Regions from separate parts of the Oryza sativa genome. Here region 2 is linked to region 1. A link is a contact called in public HiCAR-type data. All regions are on one chromosome and are shown on one strand. Each heading gives the region's core, a stretch centred on a gene start, on an enhancer-like site or on the middle of the called end of the contact. The rest is flanking DNA. Distances are from core to core; before and after follow the strand shown.

Evidence for each region. HiCAR-type assays count read pairs that join an accessible place to other places.
Region 2: a contact with region 1 is called in a HiCAR-type map of leaf, with 2.2 times the contacts expected there. The contact joins the promoter of LOC4339338 here to the promoter of LOC4339327 in region 1. A contact is called at or near these places in 1 of 15 Hi-C or Micro-C datasets (seedling) and 1 of 4 datasets of contacts at active chromatin or transcription factors (leaf).

What each region holds. Positions count from the first base shown.
Region 1 is chr5:25,755,300-25,763,105 of ASM3414082v1, forward strand. It overlaps LOC4339327 (probable alpha,alpha-trehalose-phosphate synthase [UDP-forming] 7), which reads left to right and starts at 3,364. Exons shown (of 3, transcript XM_015784527.2): 1 at 3,364-5,511; 2 at 6,270-6,543; 3 at 7,098-7,806. The coding sequence starts at 3,464. The coding sequence ends at 7,475.
Region 2 is chr5:25,884,969-25,892,774 of ASM3414082v1, forward strand. It overlaps LOC4339338 (serine/threonine/tyrosine-protein kinase HT1), which reads left to right and starts at 4,775. Exons shown (of 5, transcript XM_066310802.1): 1 at 4,775-4,894; 2 at 5,460-5,566; 3 at 5,663-6,806; 4 at 7,381-7,806. The coding sequence starts at 5,733.

The DNA of each region.
Region 1 (7,806 bases), core at 2,114-4,613:
TTATTCTTGTTCTAGCCATTGGCAAGTCTGAAGAACCTAGACTGAATTCTATACTGTGGCTAGCTAGGTACAGTTCTATCATCATCAGTACAGTATAAAGAAGCAATCTTTTGAATCCTTTTCAAGTAGGAGTATAGTATGAGATTATTATAGCCTGTCAAGTTGCTGTTTGTAGCTACCCAATGCCAATCTTTTCAGCTCGATTATGATATATATCACGTCGTCAGATTTGTGCAGAATACTAAAATTGGTATAGAGACATTCTGACCGGGTTATGGTCGATGACACTGTCCATCATCTGAGAGTTTGCAAGTCTCTGAACTCTGAACATTGCCCAGAATCTCTTACAGGGATCTTTTTGTTGGTCTTCTCCTACAGTATATCATTGGCCTCTTGCAAGCAGAGGACAAATTCTCTTTGCATTCGTATGCATTTTAATTCTGCAAAAACCTGTAGCTTGTCCTGTGTATAAACAACGAGAATATCAATCATCTGTTTATGATTCCAATTTCCAAGTATCAACTTCTACCTCGACCAGGAGTAATACAGATTCTGAAGTTTATAAACACAGCTCTGCCTGAACAAGATGGAAACCTACTGTTTTCAGTTCACCATTTGATCTTTACCAGATAAACCTGAAGTTCAAACCGTGCAGCACTGCAGCCATGTTTCAAACTTGAAAGAGGAGGAGGAAAAAACAGTGGTGATTACTGTCCTGGCATATCTGAAAAGAAAATTGAAATGCAAAGAGGAGACAAAAGGGGAGAATACTATCTGTGGTCCCTCCAAAAAATCGAATTCCAGTATTCAAAGTGGAACCACCCTCAAAGCGATCCTAATCCACATCTGCAATATTATGGATGAGTGTAACTGTCAACTCTGCTTGCTGCAAGTGTCAACTAAAGCCAGACGCACTCACCATCATCACTAGCGACCATCATGCACTGCTTTTTGCTGATTAAGATGGTGCCCAAATGACAAAGCACACATCTTAATCAGGCCCTGGTGATGAGGTTCTTCCCAAATCCAAATGGACAGTGCAAGCCTTGACTTCTTCTCATCCACATACAGACCATATAAGATATTCAGAGAAAAGGTGGCATTTTTAACTTCAGAAGCAAAAAAATACAGCCAAGAGAGAGAGAAATAAAACTTTGCTTCATAATATAACAAACCAGCTTTGCTTAGGCTCTAGTACTAACCAAAGCTAAAAAGCACTTTGGAGAGACGGTGCATGCTGTAGATCTAATACTATTATACTAAACCAAAAGGACACACAATCTTCAGAGACAACAAACAATATCATACTGCTGCAGCAACACCGAGGCCAACGAGAAACTGGCCCCCACTGATCCTTCCTCTCATGATGCAGCAATTGAGAGACAGATTCCAGCCAAGAAAAACTATTTTTTTTTAAAAAAAAAACCTTGACTAGTACTCATGCAATGCAAGTTGCCATTGTCTTCATGGCCAACTGGGCCATCACATTTTATTCTCGAATCGGCCAAGTTGCCGCTACACAAACCATTGGATATTTGGATATGTAGGTCAGGGAGAGAAAAGGAAAGAAAGAAAGGCATTAGCTTTTCACGTTATCCGAATAAAATCGAGGGGATATGCTGCTTCTGAAATTGTTGCTGAAATTGCAACGAGGAGTTGGTTAGGTGGTCGGTGCACCTCACGCCCTTAATTGCACATCAAGCTTTGCTTTCTTCTTATCCTCTTTTTTTTTTTTTTGGATGCTTGACTGTTAGAGCAAGTTCAATAGTATAGCCTACTACTAGCTTCAATTCAGCTATAACCAATCTAATAGCCAATTTATACAATAGTTGCTTACTATACTATTAATATATGGTCTCACCTATTATACATATACTGCGTCTTGAAGTCCGTGTTGCAGCTGACTACAGATCTGTAGCCCGTTACTCTTCTCTCTCATCTTCTATCTCATTAAAATATGTTTATAGCTGGCTAATATTCTGCTGTTGTACCTGCTGTCATGGAGGATGAGGAGAGTATTAGCAACGCTGTCTTGAAAGGTGGAAAAGAAAAACGAAAGGAAAACACAACGCTGTCTTGGTTAGGGATGGTGTGCTGACTAGACGCTTACTAGGCAAGCGGCTGGCGTGGCGTGGACGGTCGTGGTCATCCACGTCATCTGCGGCAGACAGCTTGAGGACGGCCCACGTGGCCTCGATGAGTCAACCATGCAATTAATGTGGATAAGGAGTTGTTTTTTCTTTTCAAGAAATGTGGATAAGGTTTTCCAATAATTAGGCTATGGTGAAACATTTTCTCAAATATTATTTCTGTTATGAGAGTATTTTTTTATTATACGTGAGAGATTTTGGAAGAAGTTATAACTGGGCAGAAGCTACTTTACTCGCTACTTTACTATAAGGCTGTATTCTTTCTTCCACTTTTCCAACTTCTACTCCATTATTTGTCGAACTGTTAAACGATGTGTTTTTTTTTTACAAAAATCTTCTATAGAAAAGTTGCTTTTAAAATCATATTACTTTTAAGTTTTTATTAATTAATAATACTTAATTGATCACATATTAATGGGCAACGCTGTTTTCCATGCCCGGAGAGAGGTTCTCGAACACAACCTAACTAGGGCTTAAATCCATACCACTTAATAATATTCTGCGATAATTTTTTGCTTGTGTTAATACTTGAAATTCGAACCAATTCATCGCATTCCAAAATTTCGAATCGCAATGGATACGCTTAACAACATATGACGTGGCACCCACCGCTACCGGACACGTGTTTCACGCCCTGCAAAAGCGCCCCTCGTTTTGCTGCTGTTGTTTGGCGTTCGTTCGTTCACCCGGGGGAAGAAAGAAGAAAAGGACGACCCAGACCTCTCATAAACCGCCGGGCAATTCAATTCAAAGCCTCTCGTGAGGAATTTCCCAAAATACCCCTCCCCCCACTGTAGGTATGGATGGGTTGCTCGGTCCACCTCGTCCGTCCATCGCGTGGGCCCCACCCCGACCGAACGCTATCCCGTACGTCCATCCGGTGGGCCCCGCGGTGTCAGGTGGCAGCGTGACGCCAGCTGGCACCGGGGTGTGGGGGCGCCCCCCCTCCCCCCTCCCCACTACCTTATCCTCTTTTCCCGATGCAGCATCACCTCCCTAGGCCCGGTCCACGGTGGACCCAGCGGCTCACCGGCATGCGGGGCCCCGCACTGTCGGTGGGTCTACGGGGGGAGGCGCCGTGGACCGGGTCCACCCGCCCCGAGGGAGAGGAATATACCGCGTGTGTGCGCGTGTGTTGTGCGGGCTCGTCTTCCTCGCCGCTCGCTCGCTCGCCTCCTCCATTTTTTTTTTCTTCTCTTCTTCTTACGAACTCGAAACGCGAAAAAGGGAGTAGATCAGATCAAAGACGCGGAGGAGGAGGAGGAGGAGGAGAGCTAGGGTTTGGATCGGGAGAGAGGGCTAGGGTTTCAGCCATGATGTCGAGGTCGTACACGAACCTGCTGGACCTCGCGGCGGGGAACTTCGAGGCGCTGGGGCCGGCGGGGGGAGGGAGGAGGAGGTCGTTCGGGGCGAAGCGGATGACGCGGGTGATGACGGTGCCCGGGACGCTGTCGGAGCTGGACGACGAGGACGACGAGCCGGCGGCGACGAGCAGCGTCGCCTCCGACGTGCCCTCGTCGGCGGCGTGCGAGCGCCTCATCGTCGTGGCGAACCAGCTCCCCGTGGTGGCGCGGCGGAGGCCGGGCGCCGCGGCGGGGGGGTGGGCGTTCTCGTGGGACGACGACTCGCTCCTCCTCCGCCTCCGCGACGGCGTCCCCGACGAGATGGAGGTGCTCTTCATCGGCACGCTCCGCGCCGACGTGCCCGCCTGCGAGCAGGACGAGGTGTCGCAGAGCCTCATCGATGGATTCGGATGCGCACCCGTGTTCCTCCCCGCGGGGCTCTACGACCGATTCTACCAGCACTTCTGCAAGGGTTACCTATGGCCGCTGTTCCACTACATGCTCCCCTTCGCCTCCGCCTTGCCGGCGGCCGCATCCGGCGATGGCCGGTTTGACCGCGGCGCGTGGGAGGCCTACGTGCTCGCCAACAAATACTTCTTCGAGAAGGTGGTCGAGGTCATCAACCCGGAGGACGACTACGTTTGGGTCCACGATTACCACCTCATGGCGCTGCCCACCTTCCTCCGCCGCCGCTTCAATCGCCTCCGCATCGGGTTCTTCCTCCACAGCCCCTTTCCCTCATCGGAGATCTACCGCTCGCTGCCCGTCCGAGAGGAGATCCTAAGAACGCTGCTTAATTGCGATCTCATTGGATTCCACACATTCGATTATGCGAGGCACTTCCTATCTTGCTGTAGTAGGATGCTGGGGATAGAGTACCAGTCAAAGCGTGGATACATTGGATTGGATTACTTTGGCCGCACTGTTGGAATCAAGATCATGCCAGTGGGAATCCATATGGGTCAATTGCAATCAGTGTTGCGATTGTCCGAGAAAGAAAAGAAGGTTGCTGAGCTGCGGCAGCAATTCGAGGGCAAGTCCGTGTTACTTGGTGTGGATGATATGGATATCTTCAAGGGAATCAACTTAAAACTTCTTGCGTTTGAGAATATGCTGAGGACGCATCCCAAGTGGAAGGGAAGAGCTGTGTTGGTGCAGATTGCAAACCCAGCACGAGGGAAGGGAAAGGATCTGGAGGCTGTCCAGGCTGAGATTCGGGAGAGTTGTGATAGAATTAACAAGGAGTTTGGCCAGTCAGGTTACAGTCCAGTGATTTTCATTGACCAGAGCGTGCCAAGTGCGGTGAGGCTTGCATATTATACGGTTGCTGAGTGTGTTGTGGTGACGGCTGTGAGGGATGGGATGAATTTGACCCCATATGAATACATTGTCTGCCGGGAGGGGATACCTGGCTCTGAGTGTGCACCAGAGGTGAGTGGACCAAAGAAGAGCATGTTGGTTGTGTCGGAGTTTATTGGTTGCTCACCTTCACTGAGTGGAGCCATTCGTGTTAACCCGTGGAATATCGAGGCAACTGCAGAGGCACTGAATGAGGCCATCTCAATGTCAGAGCGTGAAAAGCAGCTGAGGCACGAAAAACATTACCGTTATGTCAGCACCCATGATGTTGCATATTGGTCTAAGAGCTTTGTACAGGACCTGGAGAGGGCTTGCAAGGATCACTTTAGGAAACCATGCTGGGGCATTGGATTGGGATTTGGCTTCAGGGTGGTAGCCCTAGACCCACATTTCACAAAGCTTAATTTCGATTCAATTATAATGTCCTATGAGAGATCAAAGAGTAGGGCTATATTTCTCGACTATGATGGCACATTGGTGCCACAGGCTTCGCTCAACAAGAATCCAAGTGAAGAATTACTGAGGATCATTAATACCCTATGCGCAGATAGAAATAACACCGTGTTCATTGTCAGCGGGAGAAGCAAGGATGACTTGAGCAAAAAGCTTATCTCATGTCCAAAGCTAGGCATTGCCGCAGAGCATGGCTACTTCTTAAGGTACAATTCCTTAACCGTAGTCAGCTTTCTTTTCATTGCCAGTACAATCTGCACTTTTTTCCTAAAATAGAATCTGCACTTTACCATATATACTAGAAAGTCTTGCATTATGCACTAGCATAAAGCGTGCCACATGCACCTTTTCAAAATACGATTCTGAGCTAATAACAATTTATGTTATCAGAATGGAGGGCATTTTATCTTTAGAACTTGCGTAGCAGATCCTGATCTTACTTTTATGTAAAAGTCCATGGCATCAGCAAATATTTATAGGTGCTTCTTAACTGTTAATTTGGGCTTGTGTTTTTATTACTCCCTCTGTCCCAAAATATAGCAACCTAGTACTCCCTCTGTCCCAAAATATAACAACTTTTAACTCTCAGGATTTGTCCTGAAATATAACAACTTCTACACCAACATTCTCTTCCTAACCAATCACAACCCTCCACCATTCACTTTTCCCACCTACCTCCATTACTCATCCAATCACAACCCTCCATCATTCACTTCTACCTACTTTCTTAATAACCGTGTCCAACTCTAAAACTTCTTATATTCTGGGATGGAGGGAGTACTAGATTAGACACAACCTAGTAGAGTTTAGATTCCTACTATAGGTTGTGTTTAATTTAGTACTTGGTTGCTAAATTTTGGGACAGGGAGTAGCCAAGGACATTGATGATAAGTGAAGTCCCATCTGATTCCCTCTTGAAATTACGAAAAAAACGGATGATGGAATGATTTCTTTCAATATGTAGGTGGACTAGAGATGAAGAATGGCAAACCACTGCACAGACCTCAGATTTTGGATGGATGCAAATGGCGAAGCCAGTGATGGATCTTTATACTGAATCAACTGACGGATCCACCATTGAGACTAAAGAAACTGCACTGGTGTGGCACCATCAGGATGCTGACCAAGGTTTTGGCTCTTCCCAGGCAAAGGAAATGCTTGATCACTTGGAAAGTGTATTAGCAAATGAACCAGTCTCAGTCAAGAGTGGCCAATTCATTGTTGAAGTCAAACCTCAGGTACATTATCTTGATCTCTTACATTCCTTTCACAAGTACATTGTTATTCTGATCATGAAACCACATATTTTTGTGCCTTTTGTGGAGAACAGTTTCTGTACCAAATAACCTGACTATTTAATTCTCATTTATATGATGCTCCTCGAGATCCAGCTAATTCTTTTGCATCAATCGTACAAACCGTTTTTTTTTTCCATTACGGTATAGAGCTACAGGGTGATCATGATGGATGCAGATATGTTGGCTTCACATTTTCTTTACCCTGTTGTTATGCCTTTTCAATTTCAGTTCACCTTGCATTCTGGTGTAGACTTATTGTTGGACAAAATGCAAGATATCTGATATCATAACTAAAACAATGCTGTTTTATATTGTCTCCATGTTTAAAACAGAATTTGTGAATTGCAATGGAACACTTCCTATGTTGGCCTTTATGGTTTAATGCTATACATGTCACTTAACAGTTTAACTTCACCTGCTCCAGGCTTTTCATTTGTAATATATGCATTGGTGTGCATTCCTCATTTATTCCTTCAAACTCCTTTGTGCTGCAGGGTGTTACCAAAGGGCTCATAGCTGAGAAAGTACTCACATCAATGAAGGAGAAGGGGCAACTGGCAGATTTTGTATTATGCATTGGTGATGACAGGTCAGATGAGGATATGTTTGAAAATATTGCCGATGTCATGAAAAGGAGCATTGTTGCACCAAAAACTCCACTGTTTGCATGTACTGTGGGCCAGAAGCCAAGCAAAGCTAGGTTTTACCTGGATGATACATTTGAAGTCGTCACCATGTTGAGTTCACTGGCGGATGCTTCAGAACCAGACCTTATGGCAGACTTGGAAGATGACTTGGCCACATCAGTCTCATCAATAGAAATAAGTGACAGAGTGGTATCTTTTAGTAATTTAAGGACAGAAGGATCTTAGTCTGGTGTTTCTGCGTTGCTTTTCTCGCCGAAAAAGTTCTGTTGGAACTGAGTGAGGGAGTGTTAAGCAAGATGAAACACTGCAAGATTAAAGATGCTACAGGGCAAGGAAGTCGAATTCTTGGGTTCATGATTCATTTTGGTGAAGATGAGGGTAAGGGATTAAAACATGTAGCTGCAAATATTCTGAAGTCCGGAAAGAGATTACAGTTTGAGTAGCTCCCAAATAGCCTCATTATGCGTTTTGTTACGGCGGCATTTACTACCAGTCGCTGCTACGAAGATTCTTATGTTCATAGCTGACCTGCCATGTTCTTTCCATTTGAATACTT
Region 2 (7,806 bases), core at 3,525-6,024, 130 kb after region 1:
TGCAAGGTCAAGCTACTTTAAGGCTGAAATATTCTGTGGCAGACCTGTGTATAAATATTTGGTTTTTGATATGGTCATACTCAAGACTTCAGTTGTTCTTAGATTATCTAAAAGTACTCAAGACATCAGTAATGAGTCAGGTGCAATGTATATGTGTGTTTTTAATTGGTGTAATTCAGAGTCAACTTTGCATAGCATGGACTATATCACACCTATTCTAATGAGATCATATTAAATTGGTGCAATTCAGGGTCAACTGAACACAGCAAAGAATATACTACCAATCTCTGTTTTATTTCTATGGACTTGTTTGGACAGGGCGTGCCCGAAGAACTTTATGTACTAGCTATCAATTAATTTTAGTTTTCTCACACCATTTTCTCCACAGAAAATTGGCTGGCATTTACCATGTCAATTGTGCAACGATCTAGTATTAATATTCTCTCGAACAGGTCAAATCTTCCTTCGTGAAAAATGGAGGCAATTTGATGCAATATTCCTGTTGGGACAACAAATAGAAAACGTAAACTTTAGGTGCTTTGCCTTTCAAGGAGCGTAAGTTTCAACATCACTTTAAGCGTGTTTTAGATCGTAAGTCAATATTCAGAACAATGTCCACTGTATCAATCAAACATGCGAATGGCACATCTCAATCAGAAAACCAGTATGTTCTGACGATCTCCAAATATGGAGACTTCTACTACTGTTGTAAAATAGTTCTCTGGCATTTATCTGTCACTAATTTTCTGGTGAAAAAAACAAACCTTGCCTGATAGAAACTACAAGTTGCTCATCAACATGGTTCACAAAATCGACCAGTTTTGTTGAACGAAATTGATAGAAAACTTCCGCAAGTTTTATGCCCCAAAACTTTCAGATTTATGACCATCGAATCGTCTCAAAATTTATGCGTGAAGGAAAAAAGTGATAGAAAGAAATATTCACACGTGTCACGTGTAAGATCCCGATGCTAACCGACCAAACCGTAGTAGTTTTATATAAGTTATATTGTAGTTATGATATAGTTACAATGCAGTTACAATATAGCTACAATGTAATTATACTTCAGTTATACTATAACTATATATGAAGGTTTTTTATTCAAAATAATTGCGATAGATTTTAGATACTCCCTTTTGTGAAACCGCCAGTGATTGGTTTATGAAAATTTTCATATGGCGGTGACTAAATGTTGTTGGTTTTTACAGTTTTAGGTAAACCAGCGAGGAGAATTTTTATCTCCAAAATAAAAAGGTAAACCCTGCTCATCAGTCTATGGCTGTGTTTAGATTAAAAAAAATTTAGTCAAAAATATCATATCAAATATTTGTATACATGCATAGAGCATTAAATGTGGACAAAAAAACCAATTGCACAGTTTACATGTAAATTGTGAGACGAATCTTTTAAATCTAATTACGCCATGATTTGACAATGTGGTGCTACAGTAAACATTTGTTAATGACAAATTAATTAGGCTTAATAAATTCATATCGCAGTTTACAGACGTAATCTGTAATTTATTTTGTTATTAGTCTATATTTAATACTTTAAATGTGTGTTCATATATGTTAAAAAAATTTTGGCCAACGAACTATGAATCATATGTAGTACTCCTTGAACTAGTAGTTTACACAGAGGGCGCTTCCTGGTAAGTGCAAGGAAGGTGACAGACAACAGGTTCAGAGGTCCTGGCAATTAGCAGTTCACTGGCTGTCTTCTCTGTTCATCAGAATCTTTGATGATCTTATCCTGTTGCAAAGCTGTCCGGTCGCACTGAAAGTCCACAATGTCGGTTTAGGGGGGGCTTGGATTACGCGACCTTAAGAGCAGAATCATGCGGCCTGTGCGCCCTACTTTGGCGCAAATCATGGATCGAATCGGTTAAGCGCATAAACAAGAACGACTAATCGTTTGGTTTTTGTGGAATTCGTGACATGTGTGTTTCATCGGTTGCTTCAGGTGAAGCTTCGTCTGATCCCTTTCAGGTCCACACGCGAGGTCGCGAGGCGCATCGTTGGAACAGTATTTTTTTGTTCCCTTCAAATCATGCACATGTTCTCCTCGCATTATTTAGGCTCTCTACTCATCACAATCACAATGCAGGAGTTCCACTGAAAGCTTTATTATACAGGAGTCACGGGTTCTTTTTAGGGTCTCTTGAATGGGCCCAAACTGAATTATTTAGCCATTTCCTGAGGGAAAAAGTTCACCTTGACTCCCTTAATTATCAGCGGAATCTAATTCGTGACCCTCAACTATAAAACCGGATAAGACGACTCCCCGAACTATTGAAACCGGTGCAATTTGACTCCCTCAGCGGTTTTGAAGGGCGGTTTTGCTGATGTGGCGCTGACGTGTCGATGTTGACCTAGTCTTCGTCTCACGTGGCGCTTACGTGGCATTCGAATTAAAAAAATATATGTGGAACCCATCGGTCATTTACACACAAAATATATTGTGGGACCTACTAACATGTGGGGCCCACATGTCATCCTCTCTTATCTACCTTCTTCATCCTCCCCCTCTCTTTCTCTCTCTTTCTGTTCACAAGAGTGGGATGGCGGGCAGCGGCAAGCGGGAGCTGGCGGCGGGAGGGCGGACAGGCGAAGGCCGGAGCAGGGGCCAGATCGTCGACAGCGGCGGCGGACGGGGGCCGGAGCGGCGGTGGCCGGCGCCTCCTTCAACCCCATCCCGGCCAGAGTTCACCTAGCCCGGAGCGGAGTCCCCCTCGCCGCCTCTCTTTCTCTCCCCCCGTGAGTCATCGATGTCCTCGCCCGTCCCTCCCCATGGCGCCGTTGCCGCCCCGCCTCATCGTGCTCTCCGCCGCCTTCCTCTGCCTCCTCCTCCACCTCTCCCTCCACTCCTACCGCCCACCCTTCCCCAGCGGCGGCCACCGCCTCCCCCGGGACCCCCAGGCGTCCCCGTCCTCGGCGCGCTGCCGCTCGTCGGCCTGGCCTCGCACGCCGACCTGGCGTCGCTAGCGCGCAAGTACAGGCCCGTCATGTGTACCTCAAGATGGGCACCTGCGGCGTCGTGGTGGTGTCGTCGCCGTGCGCGGTGAGGGCGTTCCTGCCGGTGCGCTGCGACGAGGTTGGTCGGCTGCTGCACGGCATGGCGGAGGCGTCAGCCGTCGGCCGCCCCGTCGTCATCCGGCCGCCGCCGACCATTCCTGCCGACCACACAAACTGGGGAGAAAGAGATGAGGGAGAGAGATGGAGGAGGAAGATCTGGCCCCTCCGCCGACCACTCCCTCGACCGCTGCCGCCCTAGTGTCGCTTGCCTGCCGCCGCCGCTTGTCCAGCTCTCGCCCCTGCAAACCGGAGAAAAGAAGAGAAAGAAAGAGAGGATGACATGTGGGCCCCATAATATATTTCTGTGTGTGAATGACAGACAGGTCCCACATATATATTTTTTAATTTGAATGCCACTTAAACGCCACGTGACGAAGACTAGATCAACATCGACATGCCAGTGCCACATTAGCAAAACCGCCCTTCAAAACCGCTGGGGGAGTCAAATTGCACCGGTTTCAATAATTCGGGGAGTCGTCTTATCCGATTTTGCGGTTGAGGGTTATGAATTAGATTCCGCCGATAATTAAGGGAGTTAAAGTGGACTTTTTCCTTTCCTGAGAGGTTTGAGAAGTCAGTACTATGATTTTAGATGATAGCATATTCAGTACTCCCTCCATACTCGTAAAGTCGTTTAGGACAGCGACACGGTCTCCAAAACACAACTTTGACTATTTCTATAAAAATATTTATTGAAAAGTGATATATGTATACTTTTATGAAAGTATTTTTCAAGACAAATCTATACATATAATTTCTACATTTTCAAACGCAACAACTTAAGAGTTATTCATGATTTATATTTTTAAGGTTTGACTTAAACATTTTCCTAAACGACTTTTATGATTATGGAGTAGTATGAATTTGCACACCTATGCGAATTATGAGCCATAGAAACACGAGCAGCCAAACGAAAGGAGAGCCGAATAGTTGGGCCAAACCTCCCGAACGAGGCCCACAGGAAAACCAAGCATAAACAGCCCGGTTACGGCCCATATAACAAACCGGCATGCAGCCCACACCCACCGCTTGTACAATCGGTACAGGTACAAACGTACTCCTCCACGACCGCGTAACTCTCGTTGCCACACGCTCGCCGTCGCCGATTTGGCACGCGCGACACGGGGAGATTTGGCACACGCTGTGCGCCTGTGCGGTCTGTCGCGTCTCGTAGCGGTTGGGGCAGGGGCCGTTCGGTTTCGCGGTCAAGCGCGTGACGTGAGGTCGCCCAAGCCAAGCCAAGCCAATCCAATCCACGCCAATGAGACGCGACTCCACTTGCCGCGCCCGAGGCCCACGGCGACGCCGACGTAACAACCGGGAGGAGCCGAGGAGGAGGAGGAGGAGGCGTCGTCGCGGCAACATCCCATCCCATCCCCCACACCTCCCACACGCGGACACGCCAAACAACTCCGGTTTGGACTCGTCTGAAATCCCTTCGCAAAAGGTGTGTTAAAAATTTAGTTAAAATTAAAACGATGTGATGAAAAAATTAAAAGTTTATATGTGTAGAATAATTTTAACGTGATGAAAAAATTGAAAAGTTTGGAATCGGCCTCGCATACCGCCCCAACCCCAAGTCGTCGCCTCCTCAAATTATTGGCGAATATACAAAGCGGCAAGTGGTGTACTGACCGTACAATCCTACTACTCGTACGCCTCGGCTGTACTTTGATCCCACCACCACCACCACCACCACTGAGATGACGCGAGGTTCGCAGTTCCACGCATCCCACCATCACCACACCACGACGACGACGACGATGCCGCAGCGCGCGTGAGCGATCACAAAAACGCCTCCGTCTTCCGGCCTTTTTCCCGTGAGTGAGAGAGCTCGCGCGCGCGCGCGTGCGTTCGCCTACTACATTCTTTCCCCTCCAACCTTTTCGAGGTAGTATATTTTTCCTCGTCCTCCCCGTGCTCTTGATTCTCTGCCTCGGTTTGGTATTTTGGCCTTTTTGATCGGGAGGGCGGGGGGCCAATTTGATTTGCCGTTCATTTCGATTTGATTTGATCCGATCTGATCTGTAGAATAGACATCACATCAGGGGTATGGAGGTTGGCGTGAGCGAAGCTTTGAATCCCGGGTAGCCGCCGGAGAGATTGCGTCCTCTCGCCTTCCCTCCCTTTGATTCCTGCTCGCCCGCCGCTCGTCTTTCCGCTCTCGCCGAGACACGGTGTTCGGCGGCCGCGCTTGTTTGGTCGCTGCCTTTTTATGCCAAACCCATCCGCTTTGAGAGATTGGCCTGTCGTTTTCCTGTTGTTTGGTGTAAGATTCCGTCGCTCTTGAAAGCTCACGATGCGAAAAGAGGGGCGATTTTTTTATGTTTTTGATTTATGGTATTGAGGGTTTTTTTTTTTTGCTTGCTTTGTTGATGGATTCAGGAGGAGGAGGAGGCGGTGGCGATTGATGGAATCTGATCGAATGCCGCTTCAGGCTGGGTCAATCGAGCTGGCTGCAACGATCGGAGGTTTCCTATCCCCTCGTGAAGGTGTCAAATCAGTATCCTTGTGCCGGATGGTTTGGGGATAATTTTCGTAGTGAGTTCATAATAGCGTCTCATTTGGGATTCCTCTGGTTGATTCAGTTCCCTTTGCAAGTTTGCGGGTTTGTTCACGGATTTGGTTGGCTTGAGATCGATCTTCATTCATTGGGAGATGGATGATGATGACTACTCCTGGGTGCGGCGCACCAAGTTCTCGCACTCCATTGTTAAATCCAACTCTGGCAGGGAGCAGTTTGGTGCATTCCTTGATCCGTTTGACAGTTCCACTGCATGGAGGCAGAAAGGATTCAGTGGAGAGCTCATGATTCATGGACATAATTTACAGCCGAGGGCAAAAGGAGCAGTCTCAAAGTCACCTAGGCCTTCAATCCCGTTGGCGAAATCACCAGTTTCACAGGCAGAGCGGAAGCTGAAAGCTAAGTTTTCAGATGGTGAATTGAAACAACGGGGGAAAATTAGTGATGGCTCGTTGCGAGAAGCATCGAAAGAGAAGGATCGCAAGGTTGGGCATAAAGGAGAAGGCCTTAGCCTGGATATTTCTTGTCCAATTCTGGATCGGACAGTTCAGGATGACAGTTCAGACACGCTTGACTTCTCTTTCCACTCAGAAGAGCAAAGTTTAAGGTTGCTGAGAGTATGCTCGAGTCCAGCTCCTTTCTATTCGAAGGATACAACTACGTTTGGTGATTCCAAAATACATAGTACGTCTGTTAAGATTGTTGGAGAGGGATCGAAGCCGAGGAGGAGAGCGAAATCCCCAATGCCGACCCGTGTCATCTCTGAAGTTTTTAAGGAGGCCAAAGCTGCCACTAAGAGGTTCTCTAGCCCACAGCGGCAAAGGAAATCTAGTTCTCCACATTCACCACGTTCACCCGATGATAGTCCCCGGTTTGGCTTTCCTTCAATGAGAACACCGGGTAACTTGAAAGCTAGGAGGGCCTCGTCCTGGCCAAGGAACTATGACAATGGAGTGGCCAAGGCTGTTGCATTGGATATACTTGAGAGATGGACAATTGACCGCTCACAGTTACTCATTGGTCAAAGATTTGCATCAGGGGCATATAGTCGTTTGTTCCATGGAATTTACAAGGAGCAGCCAGTTGCTGTCAAATTTATCAGGCAGCCTGATGAAGAAGAAGATGCAGAATTGGCTGCTAAACTTGAGAAGCAATTCACTGCTGAAGTAACCATTCTGGCTCGGCTCCATCATCGCAATGTCATTAAGGTAATTACACGAATTCCAATTTAAAATTTTGTCTGGTATTCTATTTCTTTCTTTGAAGAAGCGCATGCTACAGGGCTACAACATTGTGTAATCTCTGCTGCTCTATCTATTTATTCATAGAACTGTTCATAATTAGAATATAATTCATGTGATCCATAACATTTACACTTCTGTACCTTTCTTTTGGCAATATGACCCTTTTAACATATACACTCAATATTTTACCAGAGCCAAAGGACATATACGAGGAATATGTCTATTGTTATGCGATTGTGATTACTAAGTATATGAGAGGTATATGCTATCAATTTTAAATCAATTATCTACCTACTGCTTTAGCTTTCAGCTGAAGCAATGTTATCATATTTATCAAATGGCTCAAATACATGACATACTCTGGTGGAGACGCTCAATTTTATATGTAACCTTAGAATTATTCAGAATAAAAGAACCCAAAGCATTTTCATTGTGTTGTCTAGATTGCTCCTGCAGTTTATTAACCATGTTGATTCTTTAGGTCTCATGTAATATGCTACAAGAAAGACATTTTTTTAATCCTTTTTTTTTTGTTTAGCTGATTGGGGCATGTAATGCTCCACCGGTCTTTTGTGTCATCACTGAGTTCCTGTGCGGGGGGTCTTTGAGAGCTTTTTTGCGCAAGCTCCAGCGCCAAAAGCTTCCTTTGGAGAAGATCATTTGCATTGCTTTGGATATTGCACATGGTTTGGAGTACATTCACTCGCAAAGAGTAATCCATCGTGATGTGAAACCTGAGAACATCTTGTTTGATGGAGAATGTTGTGCAAAGGTTGTTGATTTTGGAGTGGCTTGTGAAGAAGTATACTGCAACTCATTGGAAGATGACCCAGGTACTTACAGATGGATGGCACCAGAGATGTATAAGCGCAAACCATATGGTCGGAAGGTTGACGTCTACAGTTTTGGCCTCGTATTGTGGGAATTGTTTAGTGGCTCGATCCCTTATGAAGAGATGACTCCA